Regions from separate parts of the Pan troglodytes genome. Here region 2 is linked to region 1. A link is a contact called in public capture Hi-C data. All regions are on one chromosome and are shown on one strand. Each heading gives the region's core, a stretch centred on a gene start, on an enhancer-like site or on the middle of the called end of the contact. The rest is flanking DNA. Distances are from core to core; before and after follow the strand shown.

Region 1 (4,993 bases), core at 1,555-4,054:
ATGTTGCTCTGGCTGGCTGGACTGTTTTTTTTTTTTTTTTTGCATTGATGTATATATGCCTATCCCTTTACCTGTCTTGATGATTGTTGTTCTTTTTTTTGTTTTTTTTTTTTCTTTTTGAGACCGAGTCTTTTTGCCCAGGCTGGAGTGCAACGGTGTGGTCTCAGCTCACCACAACCTCCGCCTCCCGGGTTTAAGCGATTCTCCTGCCTCAGCCTCCCAAGTAGCTGGGATTATAGGTATGTGCCACCATGCCGGGCTGATTTTGTATTTTTAGTAGAGATGAGGTTTCTCCATGTTTGGTCAGGCTGGTCTTGAACCTGCCGACCTCAGTGATCTGCCCACCTCGGCCTCCCATAGTGCTGGGATTACAGGCGTGAGCCACTGTGCCCAGCCTATTGTTGTTCTTTCTTTTTGAGATGGAGTTTTGCTCTGTCACCCAGGCTGGAGTGCAATGGCCTGATCTCCACTCACAGCAACCTCCACCTCCCAGGTTCAAGTAATTCTCCTGCCTCAGCCTCCCAAGTAGCTGGGATTACAGGCACCTGCCATCATGCCCGGCTAATTTTTGTATTTTTAGTAGAGATGGGGTTTCACTATGTTGGTCAGGCTGGTCTCAAACTCCTGACCCCAAGTGATCCAGCCACCTTGGCCTCCCAAAGTGCTGGGATTACAGGTGTGAACCACCACTCCTGGCCATGATTGTTATTTTGTATTGTTTTGAAATCAGGAAGTGTGAATCCTCCAACTTGATTCTTATTTTTCATGATTGTTTTGACTGTTCTGGATCCTTGAGTTTCCATGTGAATTTTAGAGTTAGCTCATAATTTCTACCTGGCAGCCAGCTGGGCTTTTGATGGGGATTGCCTTGACTATAGATCAGTTTGGAGCCATCACTTTTCTAAGTCTTTAACTTATTCAACTCGTTTAATCTTACCTACCTTGGAGGTAGGTCCTACTTTTATCCTCATTTCACAGAGGAGGAAACTGAGGCCCAGAGAGCTTAAGGACCTTGCCTGAAGTCACGCAGCTGGCCAGTGGCCAAGCCAGACCTTGAGCCGGTGGCTGTGGAGCCCGTGGCTCTGGAGCCCGTGTTTGTAACCACTGTGCTGAGCTGCCTCTCTCCCTGGGCTTGTTGTCTTTGACTCTGCCTTCCCTGAAGGGTGACATTCCCTGGCCATGTCCCTGTGGTAGGGGGCTGCATCTCTGGCAGACCCCACAACGGCTTCACCTCCTTGTGTTCCAGGCAGCCGGTGAAGGTCGTGTACTCCTCCAAGGATCCTGCCCAGCCGAAAGAGAGTTCCAAGGTGGATGCGAATGAGGAGGTGGAGGCTTTGATTGTCAAGTCCCCACAGAAGGAGTGGAACCCCTCTCTGTTTAAGGTGTTATACAAGACCTTTGGGCCCTACTTCCTCATGAGCTTCTTCTTTAAGGCCATCCACGACCTGATGATGTTTTCCGGGCCGCAGATCTTAAAGTAAGACCCCTTCCCTCCCAGGTGGGCTCCATTTTCCCTCCTTGGATTTGATCTTTCAGTTGCATCAGTCATAACCCTGGGGTCATGCTGTGTCCTGAAGTGGGCTCATAGCCAGATGTCTCCATTTTTACTTTAGCTTTTTTGAAAAAAATAGAGACAGGGTCTTGCTTTGTTGGTCAGGCTGGTCTCGAGCTCCTGACTTCAAGCGATCCTCCTGCCTCGGCCTCCCAAAGTGCTGGGATTGCAGATGTGAGCCATGGTCACTGCCTAGCTTTACTTTATGCTTTACTTAATTACCATATTAGTGAAGACCACATCGTTTGCAAGTAACAGAAACCCACTAGGCTCCCCTGAAACCCAAATGGGGAGAATATGGCATTGTCTTGGGAAATCAAGAGCAAGGAAATGCCAGCAGATCTCATGAAAAAACTGCAACCAGGGTTGGGCGCAGTGGCTCATGCCTATAATCCCAGCACTTTGAGAGGCTGAGGTGGGAAGATCACCTGAGGTCAGGAGGTCAAGACCAGCCTGGCCAGCATGGTAAAACCATCTGCTAAAAATACAAAAATTAGCCAGGCGTGGTGGTGCACGCCTGTAATCCCAGCTACTCAGGAGGCTGAGGCATAAAAATTGCTTGAACCCAGGAGGCAGAGGTTACAGCAAGCTGATTGCATCACTGAACTCAAGCCTTGGCAACAGAGCAAGACTTTGTCTCAAAAAAAAAAAAAAAAAAAAAAGAATAAAAAAAACAACAACAAAAACTGCAACCAGGAACTGGGGAGTCAGAAAGGAAGTTGCCTCTCTCCTACCTGGCTCTCTGCTGCTCTGTGACTCAGGGGCTACACATCCCTTCTCTTTTCCTCCCTACCTCTTTACCTCGTGTTCCCTATGCAATTCCTTTGGGTGACTTGCTGGTGATGAGATATAGCTAGAGCAATTAGTGCACAACCCCAAGGCAGAGGCCTCTTTTATGAGCAGTTTGGGCCACCTGCACAGCCAGATCACCACTGTGGACTTGTTTTTCCATCTATGAAATTGAAGTGATAGTGTCTAGCTCATCTGGCTCAGGAGAAAGTTGCAGTGCCAACACTGAAGCTCTTTTCCCTGCCCCCACGTGTCACAAGTCATTCCAGGCCCTCTCTTTGCTCCTTTGCAGGTTGCTCATCAAGTTCGTGAACGACACGAAGGCCCCAGACTGGCAGGGCTACTTCTACACCGTGCTGCTGTTTGTCACTGCCTGCCTGCAGACCCTCGTGCTGCACCAGTACTTCCACATCTGCTTCGTCAGTGGCATGAGAATCAAGACCGCTGTCATTGGGGCTGTCTATCGGAAGGTAGGGGGCGCTGTGCCATTGGCATGTGGCCTGACTTCCACATCCCCTCCTGCAGCCCTGGGTTACTCTGGGGCCAGCGTGGGGATTTCCAGCCCAGCTTCTGGAGCAGTAGGATGAGGGTAGCTTCCGTGACCTTAGGTGGCAGGGACAGTACGCATCAGGCATTGTACGTTAGGAAAGCTGACTTCAAGGGTGGGCGTGTAGATGTCTTTGTGTATCAGCTGTGAGTAATTGAGTTTCTTAGATGGATCAGTGGCCCTTGTTGTGGGGAAATCCAAGTTTGGATCCTCATTCTGCTGTTAACATTCTGTGTTTCAGCTTGTTGTCACTCTTTTTTTTTTCATTTTTTTGAGACCAGGTCTCACTCTCTCCCCCAGACTGGAGTGCAGTGGCATGATCTTGGCTCACTGCAACTTCCGCCTCCTGAGTTCAAGCGATTCTTCTGCCTCAGCCTCCTGAGTAGCGGGGACTACAGGCGCCTGCCACCACGACCGGCTAATTTTTGTATTATTAGTAGAGACAGGGTTTCGCCATGTTGGCCAGGCTGATCTTGAACTGCTGACCTCAGGTGATCCGCCTGCCTCAGCCTCCCAAAGTGCTGGGATTACAGGCATGAGCCACCGCGCCCAGCCTGTTGTCACTCTTAATTTGAACTGAGCAGGTGGCACATTCCTTGCATGATAAGAGTATGTAGCAGGCATTTGTGTACATCCAATTTCAAAGGACCTAAATTACCTTCTTGATCCCTATAATTTTTTTTTTTTTTTTTTTGTCTCGAGGTCAAGGAAACTGCTTGGCTCCTAGGTTAGGAAGAGACAGTCTTGCAGGTACTTGATGAACTAGAGGAGTGATTCTCAGGCCCGTCTGTGAATTAGACTCACCTGGGGAGCTTAAACTGATGCAGGCCAGGCACTGTAGCTTATGCCTGGAATCCCAGCAGTTTGGGAAACCAAGGTGGGGGAATCACTGGAGGCTGGAAGTTCAATACCAGCCTGGTCAATATAGCAAGACCCTGGCTCTGCAGAAAATTTAAAAAAATTAGCCAGGTATGGTGGTGCGTACCTGTAGTCCCGTCTACTCAGGAGATTGAGTTAAAAGAATCACTTCAGCCCCGGAGTTGGAGGCTGCAGTGAGTCCTGATAGCATCCCTGCATTCCGGCCTGTGTGACAGAATGAGACCCTGTCTGAAAAAACAAAAAAACTTCCTGACTCCTAGGTTGCACCAGACCAGTGAAATTGCGATTGCTGTGGTTGCACCCAGGTGTCATTGTTTTTATTTTTTATTTATTTTTATTTTTTGAGATAGGGTCTCGCTCTGTCACCCAGGCTAGAGTGCAGTGGCATGATCTTGGCTCACTGCAGCCTCCACCTCCTGGGCTCAAACCATCCTGCCACCTCAGCCCACCACGTAGCTGGGCCCAGAGGCATGCATCACCACGCCTGCTAATGTCTTAGTGTTTTTAAAACTCACCAGGTGATAGTGTGCAATCATGTTTGAGGGCTAGGGAGATTTTCCCCCACCAGGGCATGTTTGGCAATATCTGGGGGCATTTTTGGTTGTCCCAACTGGGGGCGAGGGCATGTAGTGGGTCGAAGCCAGGGATTGCTGCTAAAACTCCTACAGTGCGCAGGACAGCCCCCCAAAGAATTATCTGGCTCCAGATGTCAAGAATGCCAAGGATTAGAGACCCTGGCCCAGACCCTCAGTCCTTCAGTGGGATCTGGGACCAGTAGCATTGGCACAGCCTGGAAGTGTAGAAATGCAGAATCCCAGGCCACACCCCAGACTTGCAGAATCCGAAACAACTCCCCCCACCCCCCACCACTCCCCCCAAAAAAACCCGGCCGCATGTGTGCACATTAAAGCATGCGAAGCCCTGGTTTCGAGGACACCTAGGGTCCCTTGCCAACTGATGAGTTCAAGGTCGGGAGGCACTGAGCACCGTGGATAAGAATGTGGGCTTTGAGATGACACAGGCGTCCTGGGCAGACAGATAGGTCGGGAGGGGAGGAGGAGAGATCTGCGGCATTTCTGCCCCTGAGAGTCTCCTTCCTCTCCGTGGGTCTGGAGGGAGAGTCAGGCCTCTTCACCTGCCACACTCACCCACCTTCCCTCTCCTTTGTCCCCCAGGCCCTGGTGATCACCAATTCAGCCAGAAAATCCTCCACGGTCGGGGAAATT
Region 2 (4,993 bases), core at 1,871-4,370, 74 kb after region 1:
TCTTGTGAGAACTAACTCACTATCATGAGGGTTGGGGGAAACTGCCCCCACGATTCAGTTATCTCCACCTGGTCCCTCCCATGACACATGAGGATTAAGAGAACTACAATTCAAGATGAGATTTGGGTGGGGACACAGCCAAACCATATAACCATGGAAAGTGCAACCTTGGATTAGAGGGACACCTGTACATCTAATTGTCCAGAACTTAGTCATGGGACCACCTCTATTCACAAGGGACCCTGGAAAGTGCCGTGTTTCAGCTGGGCACATTGCACTTCCCAGCAAAAACTTTTAGTTGGGCCTAGGCACGGTGGCTCACGCCTGTAATCCTAGCCCTTTGGGAGGCCGAGGCGGGTGGATCACCTGAAGTCAGGAGTTCGAGAGCAGCCTGACCAATATGGTGAAACCCCGCCTCTACTAAAAATACAAAAATTAGCCAGGTGTGGTGGCATGTGCCTATAGTCCCAGCTACTCTGAAGGCTGAGACAGGAGAATTGCTTGAACCTGGGAGGTGGAGGTTGCAGTGAGCCAAGATTGCATCATTGCAATCCAGCCTGGGCAACAGAGTGATACTCTGTCTAAAAAAAAAATAGAGAAGTTTCTGTTGGGAAAGGAGAGATTGTGTAGGCAGTCAGTCGTCTCTGCTGCATCCCTTCTGCAGAAACGGTTATATGTTCTTTGAACACATGTGGTTTCTTAGGATATCGCAGGATAGATCATGTTTTCAATTGACAGGTGGAGCATCTTGCTAAGTGGGAGAGCTGAGAGTGCAACTTCAAGTCTGTCCAATTCCAAAACTGCCGTTACCCCTAAAGGATTAACCGCAGCACAATTGCCAGTAGGGATGGGTTGTTTAGATGGGAGTATTCCAGCTGCAAAGCAAAACAAGAGTAAGAAACCATGAAGCTCACCATATCTCAAACCATGCTGCACAGCTGTTCAGGTGGCGTCCAGGGGGCCTTGGTTTAATCATGCGGCCCCTGCGCCCCACCACACTGTGGCCCAATGATTGATGAGAATGAACAGTGATGGAATCAGAGAGAGTAGGTCCAGTTCCTGGAGTCTGGTTACATCCTCTTGAAATTGGTGCCAGCTTTTTTTTTTTTTTTTTTTTTTTTTTTTTTGCATTTACAAAATATGTTATCTGTGTTCATACACCAGCTGGAAAATTTCCTGAAAGACCCAAAAAGAACAAAACAGGCCAAATGCAGTGTTGAAGGCAACTTAAATGTCTGCCAATAGCAGGACCTTAGGTACACCGTGGAGCCATGTGGCTTTGAGCAGGGATAATTAGAAGACTCAGCTGTTGGAGCACCCAGGATTTTTATTTTTCATCAACAAAGGAAACGATTTCAGCAAAGGACCAAGTTCTAGGTGCACTGTCGTTATCACTGAGATGAAATGCATAATGTGTGTGGGCAGGACTGGAAGGGAGGCAGATACATGAAAACATCGTCTTTTTAAGGATTGAGATTATAGAATAGTAAATTTTTTAATGGCTTTTTGGCTAAATTTACATTTATCCTCTCACTAGGCAGTCTCATTCCTAAGTGTATATTTTAAAAACAAAAAAGAGCAAAGGCAGTGCTTAGAATGTTCTCAGCATCTTGATTCATAATCGCCCAAACTGGAAACAGCTCAAATGTCCATTAACAGGACCGTGGAGAAATAAATTGTGATATAATTATACAATTTATGGTTGAGTAGTAAAAAGCAATGAAATGCTAATACACAACAATTTGGGTTTATCTCACAGATGTTATAGTGATCAAAAGAAGCCAGACGAAAAAGAGTAGGTACTGTGAGATTTCATTTATATGAAGTTCAGTCAGGTGCAGTGGCTCATGCCTTTAATCCCAGCCCTTTGGGAGGCCTAGACAGGAGGATTGCTTGGGCCCAGGAGTTCGAGACCAGCCTGAGCAACATGGGAAAACCTGGTCTCTACAGAAAATACAAAAATTAGCTGGGTGTGGTGGCGTGCACCTGTAGTCCCACGTGCTTGGGAGGCTGAGATGGAAGGGTCACTTGAGCCTCGGAGGTGGAGGTTGCAGTGAGCTGACATTGTGCCACTGCACTTCAGCCTTGGTGACAGGGCGAGTTGTCTCAAAAAAACATCAGATCGGCAGGGCAGGTGGATCGCTTGAGGTCAGGAGTTTGAGACCAGCCTGGCCAACATGGTGAAACCCCATCTCTACTAAAAATACAAAAATTAGCCAGGCACGGTGGTGGGCGCCTGCAATTCCAGCTACTTAGGAGGCTAAGGCAGGAGAATTGCTTAAACCTGGGAGGCAGAGGTTGCAATGAGCCGAGATTGTGCCACTGCACTCCAGCCAGGGTGACAGAGCGAGACTCTGTCTTAAAAAATAAAATAAGATCATTCCTGAACAAATATTCATCTCAGTTAGATTTTTCCAGTAAGTAAGGTTCAGAGGCAGTGGCAAGTGGAGGAAAGTGAACAGGTAACACACTTGAGAGCGATTTGCATCTGGATTGTTCAGAAAGCAAGCTGGTAAGAGAGGAAGGAGATGTGGTCCAGGGTAAGATGGGGCAGATCACCTGGGCCTTCAGCCATGCAGAGGGGTCTGGATTTCATGGGAGGCGGTGGGAACAGCTGGAGAAGAAATTATATCTGATCCACATTCCAGGAATTGGCAGAACAGCTATTCTGAGACTGCGTGGGGTTGTGCAGTGCCTGGGTTCACTTACAGAGCTTCTGGGGCCCCAGAAGACTCTCCATCTGTGGGTTGCAATTAACGCCCGTGCCGCCACCCAGAAAGAAGCTGCCAACCACAGAGGCCTTGTAAAAGCCACCTGCTGCTATTGATGCTTTTTATTGGACTCTGCCCCAAAGCAGCCCAGTACACCTGGCCCAGGGCAGGATGCAGGGAGGCTGAGTTCCTAGCAACCCTTTGTTAGTTTTCCCAGCTCTCCTGTCGATAAGCAATTGTAGGCACCTTGTGGAATCAGGAACCCCGGGCTCACCAGTTCCTTTTGCGTAGATGAGAAAAAACCTAGGCTAGGAGAGCGCAGTGTCCTCACATGGCTGGTGCAGCCTCTGATCCACAGCTCCACAAAGCTTGCAGAAGGTGGTTGGCTTTTGTTCTGAATCTAACAAGACTTATCGGGAGGCTCTTGGTGCCTGGCACTGGCTGAATGCCCAGGTTGGGGGAGGCAGAGCAGATGAAGCATCTGCCCGCGAGGGTGGGTGGAGCTGCTTGTGAAACGTATCATCGTAGCCCGGGAGCTGGGACACTGAAGCCCGGAGAAGGTGCTCATGGAGGATGGGAAGGGCTTCCCGAGGAAGTGACATCTGTGCTCCCATCTGCTGGGTGATGAGGAATGGCCTGGACGGGATGGGCATGGTGGTGGAGGCAGGCGGCCTGTGTGCAGGGAAGGAAGGGGAGAGTTACAGGACGAGATGAGTTGAGGGAAGAAGCATGGTTGGCAACTCTTAACAGCGCTGGGAGGCCATTGAAGGAGGGGGGTGACGAGATTGACCCTATCCTCATGGGCATCTCAGCTGGGCTGAGTGTGCTGGAACAGGCCATTGCATGGACACAGTCACTCCTGAGGGGATGTGATCAACAGGCGGAATTCTGTCACTTAATGATAACAATAGTCACCAGCTAACTGAATGCTTACTGTTAGGTCAAACTGTATGAAACTGCTAATACTCATTTCTTATCTATAGAAACAGCCATTTCCTGTGGTTCAACCTAGTATTACCAGGCGCTGTGCTTAGTGACATCATGCATATCTATATGATTTATGAAATAATGTGTCCACGCAAATACATATCACATATAAGACTGTAACTCTTACATGTCACCCTCACAATGACCCCGTGAAGCAAGCCTTGTTTTGTTTTGTTTGTTTTCTTAATAATTTTTTATTTTTGTAGAGATGGCATTTTGCCATGTGCCTGGGCTGGTCTCAGACTCCTGGCCTCAAGTGATCTCCCGCCTCTGCCTCCTGAAGTGCGGGTATTACAAGCATGAGCCACCCCACCCGGCCGAGCAAGCCGTGTTGTTCCCATTTTACAGATAAGGAAACTGAGGCTTACAGAAGTAAAGTGTTAGTCGTGTTTATATTGCCAGTCAGTAGTTGAGTCACGATTTGAACTGAGGTCTCGTTGACCTCAAAGCCTGTGCCGAAAACCACACTGCTGGTTCCAGAAAACCCTAGAGGTGAAAGGCTTCAGAGAGGCAGTACAGGGTAGAGGTTAGCACTTTGCAGCCCAGATGGCCTGGGTTTGAATCCCAGTTCTGCCCCTTGCTAGCCATGTGACCTTGGGGAGGAGATTAACTAGCTTCTTTGTGCCTTAGTTTAGCCATCACATACAGGAACGAGCACCTCAGGTTTTTTGTGAGGATTGAATGAACTGATGTTTGTAAAACTGCTTAGAACGATGCCTGGGGCTGTGGGCTTTGTATAAGCGTGAGCTATTATTGTCACTGTCCTTGTCATTGGTGGTGCTATTCCTGTGGTTCACCAGGTGAGTGGGCACCCCTGTGAGGGCAGCCCGGCTCTAACATTTTGCCTCCTGGAGGTATCGGTTACGTCTAGATGTTCTCCAGCACAGCCCTGCCCTGGGAGGATGGCAGGAGGGAACCTTCATCACCTCCCCGCGTCTGTTCTCTACCCCAGAGGTTCTACGTGGCTTCCTCCCGGCAGCTGAAGCGCCTCGAGTCGGTCAGCCGCTCCCCGGTCTATTCCCATTTCAACGAGACCTTGCTGGGGGTCAGCGTCATTCGAGCCTTCGAGGAGCAGGAGCGCTTCATCCACCAGAGTGACCTGAAGGTGGACGAGAACCAGAAGGCCTATTACCCCAGCATCGTGGCCAACAGGTGGGCATGGTGGGCCTGCAGGAGGGGGTGGAAGAGGCCGCCTTAGCACCTTGTCTCTTTGCCTCGATCTTTTCCTCACACCTTGAGCTGGGTATAAAGCCAAACCCCGGCCTTGCAGAAAGGATGGAGAGGCTTGATGAGCA

What was found. Capture Hi-C pulls out chosen DNA fragments and counts their contacts.
Region 2: a capture Hi-C map of stem cell-derived neural stem cells shows a contact between it and region 1, with 2.5 times the contacts expected there. The contact joins two enhancer-like sites. A contact is called at or near these places in 2 of 7 Hi-C or Micro-C datasets (induced pluripotent stem cells and stem cell-derived neural progenitor cells) and 1 of 1 other capture datasets (stem cell-derived neural stem cells).

What each region holds. Positions count from the first base shown.
Region 1 is chr18:18,507,062-18,512,054 of NHGRI_mPanTro3-v2.0_pri, forward strand. ABCC1 (ATP binding cassette subfamily C member 1) reads left to right here. Exons shown (of 30, transcript XM_063796774.1): 8 at 1,247-1,477; 9 at 2,634-2,811; 10 at 4,943-4,993. Among named protein-coding and RNA genes, the nearest start is that of ABCC1, 91 kb to the left of the region's middle. Within about 2 kb of position 2,805, at least 2 of the 24 cell types and tissues checked have an H3K27ac peak or open chromatin away from gene starts, as enhancers often do. A contact at or near this core is called in stem cell-derived neural stem cells, where this site is marked.
Region 2 is chr18:18,580,416-18,585,408 of NHGRI_mPanTro3-v2.0_pri, forward strand. It overlaps ABCC1 (ATP binding cassette subfamily C member 1), which reads left to right. Exons shown (of 30, transcript XM_063796774.1): 23 at 4,651-4,850. Among named protein-coding and RNA genes, the nearest start is that of ABCC1, 160 kb to the left of the region's middle. Within about 2 kb of position 3,121, at least 9 of the 24 cell types and tissues checked have an H3K27ac peak or open chromatin away from gene starts, as enhancers often do. A contact at or near this core is called in stem cell-derived neural stem cells, where this site is marked.